Linked DNA regions of Sus scrofa: region 1 is linked to region 2. A link is a contact called in public promoter capture Hi-C data. All regions are on one chromosome and are shown on one strand. The core of a region is the stretch at or near the end of the contact, and the rest is flanking DNA. Distances in the headings are between cores, read along the strand shown. Region 1 holds the start of ULK4 (serine/threonine-protein kinase ULK4). Region 2 holds the start of RPL14 (ribosomal protein L14).

The links. Promoter capture Hi-C pulls out the DNA fragments that hold promoters and counts their contacts.
Region 1: a contact with region 2 is called in a promoter capture Hi-C map of liver, with 6 times the contacts expected there. The contact joins the promoter of ULK4 here to the promoter of RPL14 in region 2. A contact is called at or near these places in 1 of 5 promoter capture datasets (liver) and 1 of 2 datasets of contacts at active chromatin or transcription factors (alveolar macrophages).

Annotation. Positions count from the first base shown.
Region 1 is chr13:25,747,920-25,753,298 of Sscrofa11.1, forward strand. ULK4 (serine/threonine-protein kinase ULK4) reads right to left here and starts at 3,546. Exons shown (of 38, transcript XR_002337917.1): 1 at 3,356-3,546.
Region 2 is chr13:24,693,599-24,699,026 of Sscrofa11.1, forward strand. It overlaps RPL14 (ribosomal protein L14), which reads left to right and starts at 1,611. Exons shown (of 6, transcript NM_001097478.1): 1 at 1,611-1,629; 2 at 2,119-2,220; 3 at 2,819-2,913; 4 at 4,283-4,382; 5 at 4,476-4,529; 6 at 4,742-5,080. The coding sequence starts at 1,627. The coding sequence ends at 5,029.

The DNA.
Region 1 (5,379 bases), core at 2,296-4,795, 1.1 Mb after region 2:
GAAGGACCCTACCAAGTACTAATAAGCAACCATTGTGCCGCCAAACTCCAAAGAATAGACTCTAGGACTCATGACACAACTGAAAAAAAGCACTGAACCCTGACTGGATCTGCATATCACCTGATGACCTCAAAGTAAAGATCTCCCAGAACTGAAGCAGACAACATCTGATGAGACAGCTCTCCCAAGATATTCAGATGAGGCCGCCTGGAATTGTCACTGCTAGACTGCACACTGAGGGCCTAGAAGCCTCATAGTAATGGCCCAGCTTCAAGACCAAAGAAAGAGCCCAGAGTCAGCAATAGAGACACCAATGGCTTATTGGACAGAGAATCTTACACATTTGACGCAAGGTCCTGGAGTGACACCCCACCGTGCACAGCATCCAGCAGGCAGAACATGGCAACAGCCTTTACTACTTGAGAGAGGGGCGGCTACCATTTATAGGGGGTATTGATGTGGGCTCATCAGTTACCAAGAACTAATTAAACCTATAATTAAGAAATTGGATAGTCATGCGAGTAATCCAGGGCCTGATCAAGCAGGGGAGTGTAGAGAAGAGAACAGCCATCTTGAATGGCCTAACAATACAGTTACCAAACCTTAGCATGATCTCCAATGTTTATGATCTTGATAACATATGGATTTTAGATTAAAATCGCCTGAGAGTTCTCCCTTCTACCCTTCCTTGTTATCTCTGACCTAATAGGTTTCCAATCTCTGCACTTTCCCTCCAACACTATACCCAGGAAAGTTTCTTCCCAACACTGAGAGACAAAAAAACCAGTAAAACTGGAAAACCTGAATCATGGAGTTCCCACCGTGGTGCAGTAGAAACGACTCCAACTAGGAACCATGAGGTTGTGGTTCAATCCCTGGCCTCACTCAGTGGGTTAAGGATCTGGCATTGCTGTGGCTGTGGTATAGGCCAGCAGCAACAGCTCCAATTGGACCCCTAGCCTGGAAACCTCCATATGCCATGGGTGCAGCCCTAAAAAGACAAAAAAAAAAAAAAAAAGAAAGAAAGAAAGAAAAGAAAACATGACCCTTGATCAGCAATGCTTTCAGAGAAAGATCTTGATCAAAAGGGTGAAATGTAGGGGTTCCCACTGTGGCACAACAGGATCAGTGGCATCTGTGGAGTGCTAAGACACAGGTTCAATCCCCTGCCCAGCACAGTGGGTTAAAGATGCAGCACTGCTGTAGCTGCAGCATAGGTCACAACTGCAGCTAAGATCTGATCCCTGGTCTGGGATTTCCATGTGCCATGGGGTAGCCAAAAACGAAAGGGGTGTGGGGAGAAATGAAAAAAATATAGAGAAGCCTCAAGTAGAGTTGGGAAATCAGAATCATGCCCTCTGAAGATAGTAGAGCCCAACAGAAAGATGAAAGACTCCTTTCCTAGGAAGGATTCAACAAATGAAGTGCTATGGACTCTTTGTGTATTGTAGCCCTCTCAACTTTTTTTCCTCTCTATAAAAGCCTTCTCCTTCCCTGCCATGCCGGGGAATTTCATGATGGCTTGTCAGGGTTAGAGACCTCCGACTACAATTCCCTGATGATGCCAAATAAACCCATCTTGCTGGAAAAAGGCTGGAAAAATATCTAGCAGTCTTTTGGTTCAGGTAAAGAGAAGCAATCCTGACTCCCGACCCATGAAAAACACAGCCTTAACAGGAATAATTACGTGGCCAGAGGTCAACAATATGTGTAATATAACCAAATTGGAGTTCCTGCTGTGGCACAGTGGATTAAAAATTTGACTGCAGCAGCTTGGGTCTCTGTGAAGGTGTGGGTTTAATATTGGGCCTGGAGCAGTGGGTTGAAGGATCCAGCTGTTACTACAGCTGTGGCTTGGATTCAATCCCTGACCCAGGAACTTCCATATGCTGTGGGTACATTTAGAAAAAAAAAAAAAAAATATATATATATATATATATAGAGAGAGAGAGAGAGAAAATATGTTAAGATGTAGAAGTTATTAAAGCAGGAAAAAAATAAACAGAAAACTTAGGCAAATGTTTACAAATGAGGACACAACATGATAAAATGGTGAATATAAAGTTTTTATGTAAGAATAACTGATTCCTCAAAAACAACGTTTTAGGCTATAAGGGAAAAAAAAAACCTTAAAATTTTAAATTTGAGTCAGATCAAATTCATTTCCTCAATCTCTTACTAAATAGAAGCACCTGAGCAAAGCACTCATCCTGAAATTAACATAATACATCAATTAACAAAGTGGCTTTGACAAGGGTGGGTTTATTACCATCAGCAGGTCCCCTCTGTGAGGGCCCAATTTTTTTAGAGTAAAACAAAGAATTGGATCAGATGATCTTCTAAGTTGTCTTTCAAATTTGAAATCCCCATGACCTTTGAGATTCTTTTTGACTCAATCCTCAAATGTTCCTCAACTGAAACTTCCTAAGAAGCGTTTTTTAAAATCTGTAACCTCTTAAACTGTAAAATAAAACGTCTCTTTTAATCTATAAATTCACCTAGGTATATATGTACCATCTGAGAAGACAGAAGTCAGAAAAATAACGTATTTGAGAAATTGAGGTATTTAAGATTCAGGGGCCATGACCTACTCTCAACGAACTCTGAAACAGACTAGGTGGTAGGGGCACGTTGATAAAAATTGGAACCCTTTTCCTTCAGATCATTAACTCCCACACTAGCGGCATCAGCAGCGCTCAGGAACTTGGCAGAAATGCAAATTCTTGGCCCGGGCCCAGACCTACTGAATCGGAAACTCTAGAAGCGGGGCCGAGCAATCCGTGTTTTAACTCGCCCTCTCGTTGCGCAGCTATCTTCGAAAACCGCAGGCCAAGTCAACCTTACCCGAGGACACAAAAGGTGGCAGGCACTACGCTAAGCACTCAACAGGTGCTCCCCCTCCGCACTTCACCGACCGAATCAACTGCAGGCTTTGAGCTCGGGGACCTCGAAAGTGCAGGCTCTAAGTCGCTACGTAAACACTCCCTCCTCCCCAACCCCAAGTAGCTCGCCGCCAGCAAACGGGCTGCTTTCAGTGCCTTCTCCAAGTCCACCGACACCCGGGAAGCTAAGCCTGAGTTTTAAGAGCCCAAGTTTTAAACTGCGAACTCGGGCGTCTGTACAGCGCAACTCGCGAAACAAGGGGTGTCCCGTGTACCCTGAACAAAAAGTTGTGTAGAGTTTAATACAGCACAAAGCAGAGCCCGAAGAGAGGGGGGGTGGGGGGGTGCACAGGGTCCGCCCAGAGGGGGACGGTAGCTGGACGGCTCCCCTACAGATCTGTAATCGCTCCAGCGAACGCTAAGAGAGACCGGAACCCAGATTCAGCGCCCCTAAAGCCTCCACTGCCACTCACCTGCTCACCAGGTGGGGAGAAGCCGCAGGTCCACCAGACCGCTGCAGCGAGTGCGCGCGTCTTAGCCCCCACCCCTCAGGACGAGTCCACTGGTCAAAGCCAGGGACGAAGTAATGGAGCAAGGCGGGACGCGCAGAAACAGCGTGAAACCTTACAGGTCCATCACCCCTTCGCATTTGGATTAGGCCTGCACGTCTCCAGGGCAGCACGCAGAACGCCGGAAGGAGCGCTGGCTGCTGATTGGCTGATCAGTATCAGTTCCTATTGGCTGGAGTCTGGAAATGAAGCCGCTAGGCACCTCCCTCAACAACAACGGCCTTGCTCCCTGCGTTAGGGCTAGTCCACCGACCGACCCTAAATTGCGGTAGAAAATGCTTGGGGAAACCCGGCTCAGAGCGTGGCCTCTGGCCTTGCGAGTTCCACCCACCTCCGCGTTTGGATTGGCCCATCACGTCTCCTGGGCAGCACTCAACCGTGGAAGGAGCGCTAGGGCTGCTTTTGGTTACTGGTGGCTGCGGCACGGAATTGGGTGGCTGGGACCGAGAGTTGGTCCACCCTGACGGGGGTGGGACTGGAGTTTGGGTGGATCGAGGGGACTTTCGTGGGCAGTAGTTGCATAGTTGGTGGCAATGCAGTCCTGGGCCCTCGTCATTTTTCCTGCTCCCACTGTCCTCCGTTTCCTTCCATCGTTTTTCTTATGCCCTCTGGAGCTCAGATGGACGCGGCGACATAATGTGGGTAACAAATGTCTCCTCACTCTTTAGAAAGGAGTAGGCTGTGGATTATCTTCCTTCTTGTACATGAAAAAAAAATAGATCAGATCCTCTGATCTCAATTTAGTTGCTTAGGACTTTCAAAGATCCACGCCCTCAAATAGCAACTGCCAGGCACGTTAGCACCAGCTCCCCTTTCCTTCCACTAGAGTTAGCGCAGTGTTTCTCAACTTTAGCATCAGAATCAGCTGCAGTGCTGGTTAAAACAAGCTCCACACCTACCCACAGAATGTTCGATTCTGTAGATCTGGATGAGGCCCTAAATTTTGCATTTCTATCAAGTTAACAGGTGATGTGGATCTTGCCATAAGGGACCGCGTTTGAAAACCTACCTGGAGGAACTCTGCCTCTCTAATGGCAGGTTATTACCTCTCCTATTTACTTTCCTTCTCAGGAATCTTATTAGCCGTTATTGTCAATTTAATAGATTTGATGTGGGAAAAAATCCTCATGGAACAATTCCTAATTAATCAAGACTTAAAATGAAATTGGAACTAGTTTATTCCAAGCTTGATAGCCTTAGCATTAATGTCAGAAACAATATCAAATCCTGGTGCTTCTTAGCCTACATTTTTTGGATGCCTCCAGAGAACACATGTTCCTGTCAAGAGAGCTAAAATGTGTGCATGTGCATTTTTCTGGATGGGAATCCATGGTTTGATCAGATTCTCAAAGGTACCAATGATCCAGCAAAGTTTAAGAACTCCTGCTAGAGACAATTTTGAGACAATATCATAAACACAAGCTAGAAAGTACATGGACCCAGCTCATTAACCACTACTGGACCAAAAGTTGGACCTCAGCAGGCATTATTAGTTCAATGTCAAAAAATAAAAACCAGCTAAATGCTGTTTAGGCTCTTAAACAGGGCAGAACTCAAACATGTTTTGAATTGCTTCAGTTCCTGAGCACTTTCAGGGTAAACGTCACCTCAATTTTAGATAATTCCTTCTCGTTATAGTTGATAATAATGAATCTGACTTGAAGGATTCGATACCAAAACCTGAGTTATGCAAGTGACCTCTTCCTCATGTCTATATTATCATAATCTAGGTCAAGAATCTCTTCATTCAGTCACACAGAAAGTTCCTTTGGACAAAGCACTATGTTAGACTTGCAGAGGAGGAAAAACATCTTTTATTGTTACCTTCATTCAAAGGAGCATACAAAATAATAATACATGTAAAGTTAGCAAAAAAAAATTGGGAAGGAAACAAATTAAGATTAGCTTGGATCCTAGGGAATTTAGAA
Region 2 (5,428 bases), core at 361-2,860:
AAAATAGGTGGGCTCTTGGAGTTCCTGCTGTGGTGTAGTGGGTTGAGGATCCAGTGCTGCTACAGCTGCAGCATAGATTGCAGCTATGGCTCAGATTCAATCCCTGGCTCAGGAACTTCCATATTAAATGCAGCCAAAAAAAGGGGAAAAAAAAAAAGTCAGGACAGTTGGGCTCTGAACTTCCTCAAAGTTTCCTTCTTTTGCTTTATTTAATCAATTAAACAATTTACAATTATTACCATACTTAAGTATTTCATGGTGAGTCAGTTGGTAGTATTAAAAGTAAGCTATTCAAAGAAGGAAGAAAAGAGATGAGGTTGCCAGGAATGGAAGATTATAAATCAGGTCCTAATTTTAGATATTCTCTGCTTTTGGTTCTGATTCCACCCTCACAGATATACAGAGCAGAACCAAAAATGGGAGAAAACATTTTAAGCAATCTTTTTTTTTTTTTCTTCCAGTCTATTCACCCTTAATTAGAGAATCACTGAACTAGACCCAGTACTACTAGGTATAAAATAAACTACAAAGGTACTTACTACAACAACTTTTTTACTTAAAAATTTTTTGGCCAGTCAGGAGGCAGGAGGAAGTTTCCCTGTCAGGGATCAAACCGTGCCACAGTAGTGACAAACCAGACACTGGCCACCTGGAAACTCCCGTATAAGCCTATATTTTTATTTATTTATTTAAATTTTTTTATTTTTATTTTTTATCTTTTTATGGCCCCACCCACAGCATATGGAGGTTCCCTGACTAGGGGTCGAATGGGAGCTACAGCTGCTGGCCTATGCCACAGCCACTCTGGATCTGAGCCACCTGCGCAACCTATACCACAGCTCACAGCAACGCCAGATCCTTAACCCACTGATCAAGGCTAGGGATCAAACCTGCATCCTCATGGATCCTAGTCAGGTTCGTTAACCGCTGAGCCAGGAAGGGAACTCCTCAAACATTATACCAACTATATAAAACAATGTCATTGTTTTTAGGATACAGCACAATTAGAATAAATCTTTCTTTATCTCACAATTAGAGATAAAGAAATATCGTGTGTACAGTTTCCTTTCAAATGTTCAGAAAAGAATGATAAAGCAACTTTAGTGTTACATTTGGAGAGGGTAAGAAATGTTTTGGGAATTGTGCTAGTTTCGCAACTTTTCCGTAGATCTGAATTATTTTAAAACGGAAAGTTAATAAAATTACGGGGGTCACTTAGAAAAAACTACTACTAACTAGGCCATTAGTAATAGACAAAAATCGGGAGAGTACTGAGTAGTGGAAGGAAAGAGAAAAACGTTAAAAGAGGAGGTTGAAAGGATGCAGAGTCACAATGGGAAGCATATCTTCTGTATTCTTCTTTACCCTGAAGTTCTAGAAGACGACTTTCCTGTAGATCTTCTGTGGTACCAACTGAGGCAATCCTACCCCTCACGTTTGCAAAAGACCGGGTCGGCTCTGCTGAGCTCCGCCACGTTTTCCCAGTGACCCTGCGTGTGCGTACGTGCGTACGTTCCGACCAATCGGTGCACACATCGGCGTCTTGTTCACCGTAGGGGCGGGGCGGCCTGCTACACATGCGCACGGTCGGGCAGGCCTTCTTCCTTCTCGCCGAACGCCGCCAACATGGTGAGTATCGCTGGCGCGGGCTCCGGGTCTGCTGGTCATACAGCCTCAGCCCCGCCTGGGCTGGGAAGCGGAGGCGCGGAACGGTGCCTTGCGGGTTTTAGGTAGCGAGCGGTGAGGGTCCCAGGGCGGACGGAACTCGCAGTTTGGAAGCTTTCCGGGTGTGCGACCGACGAGCGCGTGGAGGGCCCGGCAGGCCCTGCGCCTTTTGGGACACGCGTGCGCTCTTCGGCCGACTGAGCTGGACCTCTGGGGCGGCTGGGATCCTGGCTAGGGCAGGCATTTGGGCCTTGCAGACCCCATAGACCTGGCTTTTGCCGTCACTCCTGCGGATTTTGTCCATCCAGGACTACCGTAGCGTTTGGGTGTGTTCCCCCTCACCATTCTTTCTCGCGGTTCTTAGCCATGTTGCCTTTCAAAGCGGTAAAGCTTTGCAAACCAGAGAGTATTTTTAGTCGATCTGCTGTTCCTTTTCCCACTTCTCAATTTTAGGTGTTCAGGCGCTTCGTGGAGGTTGGCCGAGTGGCCTACGTCTCCTTTGGACCTCATGCCGGCAAGCTGGTCGCAATTGTAGATGTTATTGATCAGAACAGGGTAAGTGTAAAGAAAAGTGTCGCGACTTCATATGGCAATGGATGGTATGCAGTGTAGATTATAATGGTAATTGTCCCAATAGCCCACTGAGGTAGGAATATTACGGGTGGTAATTGCGTTTTATAAAAAAGGAAACAATGCAAATAGGGGTTAGGAGCACATACTGGAATTGGCAAGTACTAAGGCATTTTGAGTATTATTTCTGCTCCTTAAACCAGCCAGAGTTTTTAACTAATTATATGCTAAAACATTGGTGATGCTTAAATTAGTTGTTATATGTAATGCGAGTTTAGAACAAAGTTAAGCACATAGGAAGAGCTTTGTTTGCTGTTGTCAGTATTTGAGAATCATATATTAAGGGATTGACCAGAAGCTGAATGATCATGGAGTTGCTGGGAACGTGCAAGGATTAAAAACTTAAAATTGTATGTAGGGTTATATGCTGTACTACAATTGCTGATAGTTTTATTTATTTGTGAAAAGCACTTAAATAGTAAGGATGTGATGATTCTGAAAGGATTAGTGATACACAAAATGTTTGCATTTTGAATGCTGGTAACAGTTTTACACTGATGTCCTTGGTCTTATGTATTTTTAGGCTTTAGTGGATGGACCTTGCACTCAAGTAAGGAGACAGGCTATGCCTTTCAAATGCATGCAGCTCACCGACTTCATCCTCAAGTTCCCACACAGGTAACTGTCCACCAACCATCACCCCTACCCTTGTTTAATTAATACTAGTAAAAGTTTGCTTGGCTTAATCCAAAGAAATGTTTTTGCTGTTTTGTTGTTTTTCTCTTGAGAATATATTTAGCAGTGTGAGAGAAAAATTTAGAGGAGAGATTTACAGTGTAGATGTAGACAGGCATTTTTAAAATGTCCTGTGATCTGGTAGTTCAGTGGCTCTTCTTTTATCCAGATTTCCCATCCTTTTTCTTTGTCTCCCTTTTAGGATTTACACCACAAAGAACTCCCCACAGAATTCTGGTTTCATGACATATTTTGTTCAATTCAGCTTCAAAACAAAATACTAATATTTGTCTCTTCAAGTGCAATCATCAGTCGAGTTCTTTAGTATGTGCCAGTTGTTAAATATTTAAAATGTTTAAGGTCTTCCCTTCTTGGCACAGTGGAAACAAATCCCACCACGAACCATGAGGTTGTGGATTCAATCCCTGGCCTCCTTGGTGGGTTAAGGATCCAGTGTTGCTGTGAGCTGTGGTGTAGGTCACAGACTTGACTCGGATCTGAGGTTTCTGTGGCTGTGGTGTAGGCCGGCAGCTGTAGTTACAATTGGACCCTTAGCCTGGGACCTCCGTGTTGTGGGTGCGGCCCTCAAAGGGGGGGGGGGGGGCAAAAAAATAAAATATTTAATACATTATCTTCTTATAACAGCCACTAAAGAGGTTATATTCCCAGTTACTTACTAGGAATTTAGACAGTAGTAGCATTTCATGATGTCTCAACACAGATCTTTTTTTTTCCCCCCTTGGTCATGGTGTGCAGCAGCTTGAAGTGGGGTCTCAGTTACCAGGCCAAGGATTGAACCCAGGCCGCTGCAGTGAAAGCACAGGTCCTAACCATTAGATTACAAGGGGCTATACTGAACACAAACCTTTAGGCATTAATGTGCAAAATAATGTAAGGCATACAGATTAACTTTACCTCATTCTTGATGAAAAATAAATTGCTTTCTTCTCATCCACTACTGAGGAGTGATATATATATATACACACACATACATATACACACGTAATCAGAGGTGACTTAACCCTTGAAAGTGAAATGGTTTGCACACTTTTATTAAAATTGTGTGTTTGAGATTTTAAGATGTCTTAGTGACCACAATTCAAATAATAAAGTCTGCCAGGTGGTGTTCTGTGGAGACAATTAGAGGTGGAAGTGGGGAGAAAAAAAAACGGAAGGATACTTTTCTATTTTTGTTACACCTTTTTTAACTTGAGAGGGTATAAGTGGTGCTTTTTCAGAGGACAAAAAGGTGTCCTTGGATCTTTGTGGCCTCAAATCTGATTTCATAATCAGTGGTCTTGGCTCTTTCTAGTGCTCGCCAGAAGTATGTCCGAAAAGCCTGGGAGAAGGCAGATATTAATGCAAAGTGGGCAGCCACAAGGTGGGCCAAGAAGATTGAAGCCAGAGAAAAGGTAGTGACTTATTCATTTGAATTTGGACTTTTCTGGGTTTGGAGGGTTGGGATGGTATGACAGGGATTTATTTTACTTGTTTATTTCCAACAGAAAGCCAAGATGACAGATTTTGATCGTTATAAAGTCATGAAGGCAAGGAAAATGGTAAGTTTTAAATTATCACAGGATTGTTGTATTCTAACCCTAAACTTGTTTGTCTGGTAATTCTCTTGCCCAAGCTTGGTAGACCAAAGTTGACTTGTTAAAAATCTTAGACATCGCGAGGGTTGTTTTCTCTGCATTTACAGTTTGTATGTATAGATTGGATAAGAATTTTTTATGCATATATGGTAAACATTTACATTGAAATTTTTCAGAGGAACCGACTAATCAAGCTTGAAGTTAAGAAACTTCAAAAGGCAGCTCTCCTGAAAGCTTCTCCCAAGAAAGCACTTGCTAAGGGGGCAGCTGCAGCAGCTGCTGCCGCTGCTGCCAAGGTTCCAGTAAAAAAGATCACCACTGCAGGCAAGAAGGCTCCAGCCCAGAAGGCTCCTGCCCAGAAAGCTGCAGGCCAGAAGGCTGCACCTCCTCCAAAAGCTCAGAAGGTTCAGAAACCTCCAGCCCAGAAAGCACCTGCTCCAAAAGCATCTGGCAAGAAAGCATGAGAGCATAAGAGGCTATTATAAACGTAATAAAAGTTTTTTTGACATGCTGGCAAATCTACTTTATGGATTAAAGTCTGTTGTTGGTTGGGTCCAGGTTATGAGGTAGATTAATGGGATTATTAATGTCATCATTGGAAAATCAGTTCCTTAGTCCTACTCTGCTCAGATTTGAATTAGTATCCAGTAATCACAGTCATAAGTAAAGTTCTCATGGGAAATCACGGTAATTAGAACACCTAGTGACTTTTGCTTTCCTTGTACAAATGTATTTTCTATAAATAAGTGAAATCCCAGCATCTTAAGGATATACCGTAGGAAAACAAGTATGTTATGATACATTGGTTTCTTAAAATTTTCAGTTCCCTGTCATTTCTAATCAGAAGCTGCCTTCTGAACCTT